Linked DNA regions of Danio rerio: all the other regions are linked to region 3. The links are chromatin contacts, called in public Hi-C and HiChIP or PLAC-seq maps. All regions are on one chromosome and are shown on one strand. The core of a region is the stretch at or near the end of the contact, and the rest is flanking DNA. Distances in the headings are between cores, read along the strand shown.

The links. Hi-C and Micro-C count contacts between places; a contact is called where the count stands out from the background. HiChIP or PLAC-seq counts read pairs in DNA pulled down with a chosen protein or histone mark.
Region 1: a contact with region 3 is called in a Hi-C map of an unstated tissue, with 4 times the contacts expected there. The contact joins the promoter of fam114a2 here to the promoter of uimc1 in region 3. A contact is called at or near these places in 1 of 18 Hi-C or Micro-C datasets (an unstated tissue) and 2 of 4 datasets of contacts at active chromatin or transcription factors (embryo and gastrula embryo).
Region 2: a contact with region 3 is called in an H3K4me3 HiChIP or PLAC-seq map of gastrula embryo, with 7 times the contacts expected there. The contact joins the promoter of nsd1b here to the promoter of uimc1 in region 3. A contact is called at or near these places in 1 of 18 Hi-C or Micro-C datasets (embryo) and 3 of 4 datasets of contacts at active chromatin or transcription factors (caudal fin, embryo and gastrula embryo).

Annotation. Positions count from the first base shown.
Region 1 is chr21:41,096,368-41,099,067 of GRCz12tu, forward strand. fam114a2 (family with sequence similarity 114 member A2) reads right to left here and starts at 1,271. Exons shown (of 14, transcript XM_073935473.1): 1 at 1,164-1,271; 2 at 603-834. The coding sequence starts at 815. It overlaps pgrmc1 (progesterone receptor membrane component 1), which reads left to right and starts at 2,570. Exons shown (of 3, transcript NM_001007392.1): 1 at 2,570-2,700. The coding sequence starts at 2,579.
Region 2 is chr21:41,013,404-41,016,314 of GRCz12tu, forward strand. It overlaps nsd1b (nuclear receptor binding SET domain protein 1b), which reads left to right and starts at 1,657. Exons shown (of 23, transcript XM_073935469.1): 1 at 1,657-1,758; 2 at 1,885-2,015.
Region 3 is chr21:40,751,433-40,754,222 of GRCz12tu, forward strand. It overlaps uimc1 (ubiquitin interaction motif containing 1), which reads right to left and starts at 1,416. Exons shown (of 18, transcript XM_003200891.7): 1 at 1,088-1,416. The coding sequence starts at 1,195. It overlaps znf346 (zinc finger protein 346), which reads left to right and starts at 2,373. Exons shown (of 7, transcript NM_001081749.1): 1 at 2,373-2,496. The coding sequence starts at 2,376.

The DNA.
Region 1 (2,700 bases), core at 21-2,520, 340 kb after region 3:
ATACTGTATGTAAAAAGGCTTAAATACATGCAGTAGCTGCTGTATATATAACTCTGGTGTGCAAGTGCATCTTCCTCTGCATGTAAAACCATAAACAAACATTTGCGATCACTTCATGAGATCGACCAGATCAGCGAGTGCCAATCGAGTCATTAAATGTGTTTATCAGCTGATACCGATCTCCAACCGATCAATCAGAGCATCGCTGGTCTTCAGTCATGCTTTTACATAATTTTAAATAATTTTTATTTTAAAAAAGACTAATTGGTGATCTATGAAAAAAAGTAAAATCGCTAACATTTTTACTGGAAAAGATAGGAAAGATAATAGGAAGACAATAGGAAATTAATGGGGAAAATAAAATACTAATAACATAAACATGTATAATTTTGTTAGACTAGAAAAGTCAATGGACAACAAGAGGATTTTGGGTTCAACCACTGATCTAGTGCCAGAAAATCCACTCAAAATGCCAAATTTTACTAAGTAATTACCACCAAAACAAAATACAGTATGTTTCTTTTTATAATCTGAGGAATACCAGAAGATTACTAATATTAAGAAATATTAATATTATCAGTTTCCACATGGTGAAAGCGTACATCTGAAGCACTCGTTGTTGTTGTTGTCTGCTGTGTCTCGGGGTTCTCCTGCTCTTCTGCTGGAAGTTTCTGCTCAGGTCTTCTCCTGGTTTTTCGGGTTGGTGCTACATCAGATCCATCAGTCTCATCTCTGTGAGGTGGTGCTGCCGCTGTGGGCTCCTGGTCCACTGATTTCTCTGTTTGGTCACTTGAGGAGTCTTCGTTATCAGACATTTTAACACATAGCAGTCTTCTGAAATAGACAAATAAATGCCTTAACACTTACATTAAGAGAAAAGGGTTGCTTCATGATACATTATTGTGTACAAAACTGCCTTCAATACAGCACAAATTTACACAGCCTGCATCACACATTAAACTAAAGATTTAAATGTTAGGCACAATCCACACGAACAGCTGTTATATTTGATGCTGAAGTGCATCCTAGCCATTTACTTTACATGTCTGCCACAGTAGCACGCTAAGCTAACTTATATTATCATTAGTCGAATTCCAGCAAGCTGAGCGCTATAAATGTCATTTGACAGAAGACGATAATATTAAACTGTATAAAATACGGACATGACATACTCAACCTTCTGCTCTGTTTCTCTTCTGTGTATGCGGCCACGTCACTGGACTTTAGCACTGATGTGTTTTGTTTTTCCCGTTGCTCTTCTCTCCTCCATTGAGGAATGAAACAATCCCTAACATTTTATCCCGCCACCTGCTGTCTGGAGGACGAACTCGTGTGTTCCTGTCGGTTCCTGCATAACTAGAGAGGCTGCCAGGCCACAGTTCTGGGACCAAAATTCCAGAAGGTCCCGTTATTACACCAAAGAAAATTGTTTGCTGTTTGTTTAAGCTACTTACTTAATATGATCTGAAGCAACACAATCTTTGAGTTCTTTGGAACAACTTAATTTTTTCTTATTCCATCCACTTCAATTTGTAAAAAAAAAAAAAAACAACTAAGGTAACTTAATTTCTTCATGTTGTCTCAACACAAACCGATTGTGTGGCCCCAACCCAACCCTCCACTAAACCTAACCACCATCCCCTCTACTGGACGTATCAGGAACAACGGGTCCTGGAAATGGGATAGGATATTTCCCAGAAACATTTTGATAACATTTTACAATGTTATACATGATACATTATTAGTATTAATATTGTATTGATACATTACAGTATTATACAATAATACATATTGTCACAATTAATATAACAACATTATTTATAGCCACAGTTAGTTATATTATTTTAAAAGAGTGGTCTCAAACTCATTTCCTGGAGGGCCGTAGATCTGCATAGTTTAAACCCATTCACCTCACTTTCATCTCTTTAATAGTCTTGAACAGACACTTCGATTAGTTGGATCAGTGTTTGATTAGGGTTGAAAGAAAATTTCCTTGTTTAACATTAATTAAATCCTCATATAGATTATTAAAAGTCTTTATGGTACTTAAACAGTCAACACATAACTAAAGTAATTCATAAATACAGAACTTTAAGATTAAGTGCATGACAGGATATGACAGGATAATAAATGTTGCCATGAAACAGAATAAATATATATATATATATATATATATATATATATATATATATATATATATATATATATATATATATATATTTTTTTTTTTTTTTTTTTTTTTTTTTACTTTTAAACTTAAAGTTTAACACAGTTAAACAATAAATTGCATAAATTGGTTGTCATGATATAAAGATAAAAGGGGGTGTCTGAAAGGAACTTAATGCGGTTTACAGTCATTGGGTTTTATTAGACGTTTTTAAATAAATACTCAAATGCAAATGTAAATATATATAACAGCTAACTTCAACCCCATCGCAAAAACTACACACCCCAGAACATCCACCTCGACTCTGATTGGCTGGCGCCTCACCATTGTGTGTTTTTGGCTTCTGTGATTGGTGCACAGCTGCAGTCGACGTCGAGCCTCGATGTTCTCACGCACAGTATCAGAATCGAAATGGCTGAAGAAGCAGTCGAGCAAACTTCTGGAATCCTTCAGGAAATTTTCACGTCGCCACTGAACATCAGTTTGCTATGTCTTTGTTTGTTCCTACTTTACAAAATCATCCGCGGAGACAA
Region 2 (2,911 bases), core at 407-2,906, 260 kb after region 3:
TTAATTTAAAACTGAATAAATATGAATTTACACGCATTTAAAAAAAACAGAATCAACGATGGGCTAAAAATCTGCAGATTTTCCGCAGATTTCCACAAACTTTTAGCCTATCATTAATTCTGTTTATTTACTTGGGTAAATGTGTGTAAATCTATTTATACAGTATTTGTTATTAATTACAGTAATATTTACTTATATGAATGTTCATCTGATGTACAATACAGTTTGCAAAGTATTTTTTTCTGTCTTTTAGTAGATATATTGTATGAGGGACTTGCTTTGTTTACCAAATAAAGTGGATCTAATTGAATTTGCATTTTAAATATTAAATAAAAGTTAAAAAGATAATATTAAATATTTCACATGTTAAGGTTTTAGTTATGATACTCCCAAAATAATTCCACAGAAATCCGCAGATTTTTACCAAAATTATCCGCAGAAATAGCAAAAAACGTCCGCAAATTCCGTGTACTTTTCCTGCTGTAACTTAGCCTACCCCGGGTGTGTTTTTTTCTGTCAGGTGCGGCGCTGTTCAGGCGAAGCAGAAAACAGCAACAGCAGGCCCACAGACAGCTCTGAAACACTTTCTCTCTCAGCTCAACGCCAGTGTTGACATCTTTCGCAGATTTCCCTTAAAGATGACAGAGAGAAACATCTTTAACTGCGTCGAGTGGATACGACGGCAGTCCCCAAGCCCTGAACACGCCATCCCCTAAAATATCCCTAACCGGACGATGAACAGTTTTGAGTTATGCAGGATTTGAAACAGACATGTTGCAAACTACCCCAAATACATGTTATCGCTGCCACTTATTGAAATGGGATAAAAATATATCTGTTCGTCGCTTTAAATCGCTCAAATGCCAAACTCGCACGACATTAATCCTTGGCACAGTCGTCGGCATAATGTCCGACTCCTCCATTTTCTCTCACCAGAATTGTTTTATTAACGGCAGAAGCAGGAAATCAAACCCGCGGTGTATTTGTTCACACGCCCAAATATAACCTGAATGAACAGATTCGATGCCATTTTATGAAGATGTGACTTAATGAGACGGAGAAGCCGCGTTGCTGGCGATGTTTGTGCCTTGTTTATTACGCACATCCTCTTCTAATACATATATATATAACGTTACACGAATTTGCCATTATTCATGGAGTAACACTGCAGAACGCATAGAACACGTTGAGCGCGAGGCATGTTATCATTAACACAATGTAAAAAGCGTCGTTGAAAGGCGAGCTACAACTTCTTGGATGTATAAAGGCTTACTTCAAAATCGAAATTTAACACTTTGTGGCCTGTGCCAGCACACGGCAGACTCCATCTTGAATAACAAGAGCGCTGAACTTACAATCAAAACGCGTATTTAAATAATGTTCCTAATGTTTGTGTTAAACACTTATGTTTGTTTCAGAATTTTCTGTCATATCACTTCAATGAAACATGCTGTCAATTAATAGCAGAAACGTCAACCCGTTATAAAAGCGCGTATAACTGGGGAAAATGTTGAAAAGACGTTGAAATGTTCGATTAAAAATGCATTTGAGCGTTTATTGGGATGTGTTTTGGGGATAAAGTGAAGCACAGGAGTTGAGGAGAGCTCCTCTCACAGGGGGCTGGGTTGCTGTGCCGATTGGCTGCTGTTCATAGACACATACAGTCACGGGCTTGAAACAGAACCAGGAGCAGGTCGACAGCAAGGAAAGCATAATCACTGAAAATGAAAAGTACAACGTCCGTATCGTAAAGCGGAGGTACGCTGTGACTCAGACACCGCGCACTGGGAAGCCTGCTCTCTGCGTGAGTGTTATAATGCATGTCTTTGCTGTGTTTTTATATTGTAGGGCTGGAGAGTGATGGTAGCGTGAATGTGTTCTCAGGTTCTCTGGCCTACTACTGCAGCTGCGGCTGGGATTTTCTTGATCCACTTTCACAATTTGGGAAAAGGGGTCATTTCACGCGCACAAACGAAGTGGTTTCAGTATGAATGACACTTGTCAACATGCAAATGGTAAGATTTCAGCGGTGTTTCCTTGAGTATAACATTCTGTTTGTTTTTTTGTCTTTTAAACGAAAAGACAGGCGTAACCCTGTGTGAACTCGCATATTTACCCGGAGATACATAGTATTAAAATACAAAGATATACATATTAATGAGATTAGCACGCGTGGCAATGAACCCAGCGCTAGGGGTTGCACATGTATGTCATTGCCGAATCTTATACTACTACTTCGTGTGAATTGTGTGTGTGTGTGTCAGAGTTCATGCTTGGCTCTGTCATATATGTGCGCCGCTTTCATTGCTGCGTCCCTATGTTTTGGAGTATGCTCGAAATGGCTCTCCATACTGGCCCTACTACTGTAAACCCGTCCGAACCTACAGTCGTGCTGAAAACTTTGAGGAATTTAGTTTAATTTTGTGTAAAAATCAGATACATCAATACATTTTCAATTTAATATCTAGATTGTATTTATATAAAAAAATATATAGACAAATACAATTTGTAGCTTTTCTTTTATAAAATAGTTCACAAATGTATCTTTTCAAATATAAATGTCAAGATCACCAGATATACAGAGAGTAAGTTTAGTGGGTGTTTTAAATAATGGGATTACACAGTGCAAAAAAAGCTTTTCTTACTTAAATTTTCTTGTCTTATTTTTAGTCCAAATATCTGAAAATTCCTTAATCAAGAAGAATTTTCTTGACAAGCAAAACCTATTGCCTTTTTTTCAGGAATAACAGCCCAAATTAAGTGAGTTTTTCCTCAAAACAAGCAAAATGATCTGCCAATGGGGTAAGCAAAATAATCTTATGTCAAAGAAAAAGATATATTTTGCTTACTCCATTGTCTGATTATTTTGCTTGTTTTATGGAAAAACTCGCTTAATATTGGCATATTATTA
Region 3 (2,790 bases), core at 166-2,665:
CATTTCCTCAAATATATACATGCATTTGTGTATTTATAGATGCATATTAAAAATACACAATACGCACATAGATATTGTGTCAATATTAACTTTTACTTTCGATGCGATTAATCTTTGCCCATGCAACACTACTAAAATTAAATAGACTCGGAGGCTTTAAGGCATGTGTTTTAGAATTCAAGTCTATGTTCGATAATCCCACAATTTAATCATTTATTTATTAACAATATTAACAGAGTTTAAGGTTAAGTGACCTAATTTTGTGTTTCTGTAAAATGGATTGCCCAGGAATGTATCGTCACCTTAATTATAATGTTCTATCTAACCCACAGGTGTCAAACTCCATTCCAAAAGGGCCGCAGCTCTGCACAGTTTAGTTCCAACCCTAATTAAACACACCTGATCAAACTAATTGAGTCCTTCAGGCTTGTTTGAAACCTACAGGTAAGTGTGTTGGAGCAGGGTTGGAACTAAACTGTGCAGGGCTTCGGCCCTCCAGGAATTGAGTTTGACACCCCTGATCTAACCTATATCTTATTATGACAACTTATTTACATCATGTGATGTTTACATTTTAAGACTTTTTATTTAAGAAAAAGTTTTTAACAAAGCTGAACTCGGGCTGCACGGTGGTGCAGTGGGTAGCACGTTCACGTCACAGCAAGAAGGTCGCTGGTTCAAGCCTCGGCTGAATTCTTAATCCAGGCCTGCCTCCAGCAATACAGAAACTTACAATAGATAAATACATTTTCTGAAGTCTTTCCGATTATAAGCTTAAATCATTTAACCAATAGTTTGAGTATGAGTTTAGGGGTGACTGTTTAGCAAAACAATGACAAAAGGGCAAATGTTTGGAAAACCTGTTTAATAATTGTGCAATTGTGCGTAGTGACGATACTGGAGAGTAATTAGCATAACACTGTCAATGCTTTGTATGAGATTCTGACTTTGAAATTTAGCAGAAAGAACTTTTACCATGGTAATTTTTTGGACTGCTTATTGTTTATCCCGATTTACCCACCCAGAATGCTATAAACGAACTCAAACAGACATTGTGTTGTTGTCTGCTGCGTGTATAGTAACTCACCTCTTCATGATCAGAATCAGAAATGACCAGGGGCTCCTCATTGAGCTCCACTCGGCTGACTTTGGCTCTTCTTCCGCCTTCATCCCCTGTGCGCTTCCGGCGGGGCATCCTGCGCCTTCAACAACATTAATTCTCTCTCTCTGCTCACTCCTAGACGCGCTCTCCGAGACTCTGCTCCAGCTTAACCACCCATGAACTTTTACCAAACACATTCAGTGTTCATATTCGGCATTTCGGTGTTGGTTCGCTTAGTAAAAGGCTTCAGAAATAAGGATTTCGATTCGAAGCTATTTTCGCAAGCGGTTGTCAGGTCACGTGACATGAGGGACAAGGAAAAATGTTACGTCATAGCCGACAGCGCGCGCAAAATCAAGAGAAGTTTCGAGTCATTAGAGTAAACCGGGTTGTTTTCAATGAACCGGTTCAATTCAGTTCAATTCAATGATTCGTTCATTCACACTAGGATGTCGAAACAATTTTATAAAAGTAAAAGAAAAGTTTTAGACGTTCAAACACACGTAAATCAGAAAAAGGATGCGATGTCAACTACATAAAATTAATGTAATTAAAATTAAAGAACATCATACACATAATCAAATTATTTAATAGATCATTTTGGGGCTTTATTTTGGTTGGAAATGGTCAGTTTTAAGTAATTAATCTGTTTTTAAACAGACTATATAAATTTTAGTTATTGCTAACAACGATAACTAAGAATTACAAACTTTTCTTTTAGAAATATGATTCTTAGAAACGTTATTGGTATATTAAGCGAGGTTTATTAGGGACATGATGCTATTAATTCTATATTTTATTTTTAATTTCAACCGATGGATTCAGACCAACTCACAGATAGATTCGAGTCCTGCTCAAATGATTCACTGATAGAGTTGACTTTATAAAACGATTCAATCATCATCTACAAACGGTCACTCTACAGTCAAGCACACGACCAGTTTAAACATTTTAGATAAAAACAAACACAAATATGTGTTGAATGAAGAATATAAATACAAATATGAATAATTCCTTGTGAATAAACAGCTATTTTAAAGTGGAAAGCAACGGTTACTAAGTACTAAATTAACAGCCAGCACTAAGTCAGAAAATAAGATTTAAATAGTAAAACAAACATGAGTACTTTAAATAAATTCGAATATATATATATATATATATATATATATATATATATATATATATATATATATATATATATATATATATATATATATATATATATATATATATATAAATATTAAATTAAATGAAAACAGTTGGTTTGTACAGCATGGAGAGGCTTGTTCAGCGCATGTATTGTCTGGGCATGCGCGATCCGCCTCCTGCAAACATCATGGCGCAGCAAGAACCAAATGGAGATTTTCCATATTTACCTTCAGGGGCGGCCGAGGGTAAGAAATCGCTAACATTCATTCATAATAAACAGCCTTATGTTCGATACATTGTTTACAAGCAAAACAAGATACTTATGGCCACAATGTACAGCACGTGAGCGAGTAAATCAGCGTAAAGCATGGCAACGTTAGCCTAGCTCTGTCTCCCGGTGCTCCAGCACTGCTGCTTTAGTGTCTGTGAAGAACAGTGTATCCAAGGTCGATGTAAGACACGCTCTCAAATTAGCGATTAAACGCAAGGAAAGTGTTTCAGGTTTAAATCTAGCGTAGCGTACTTTGCCGCCAAAACGT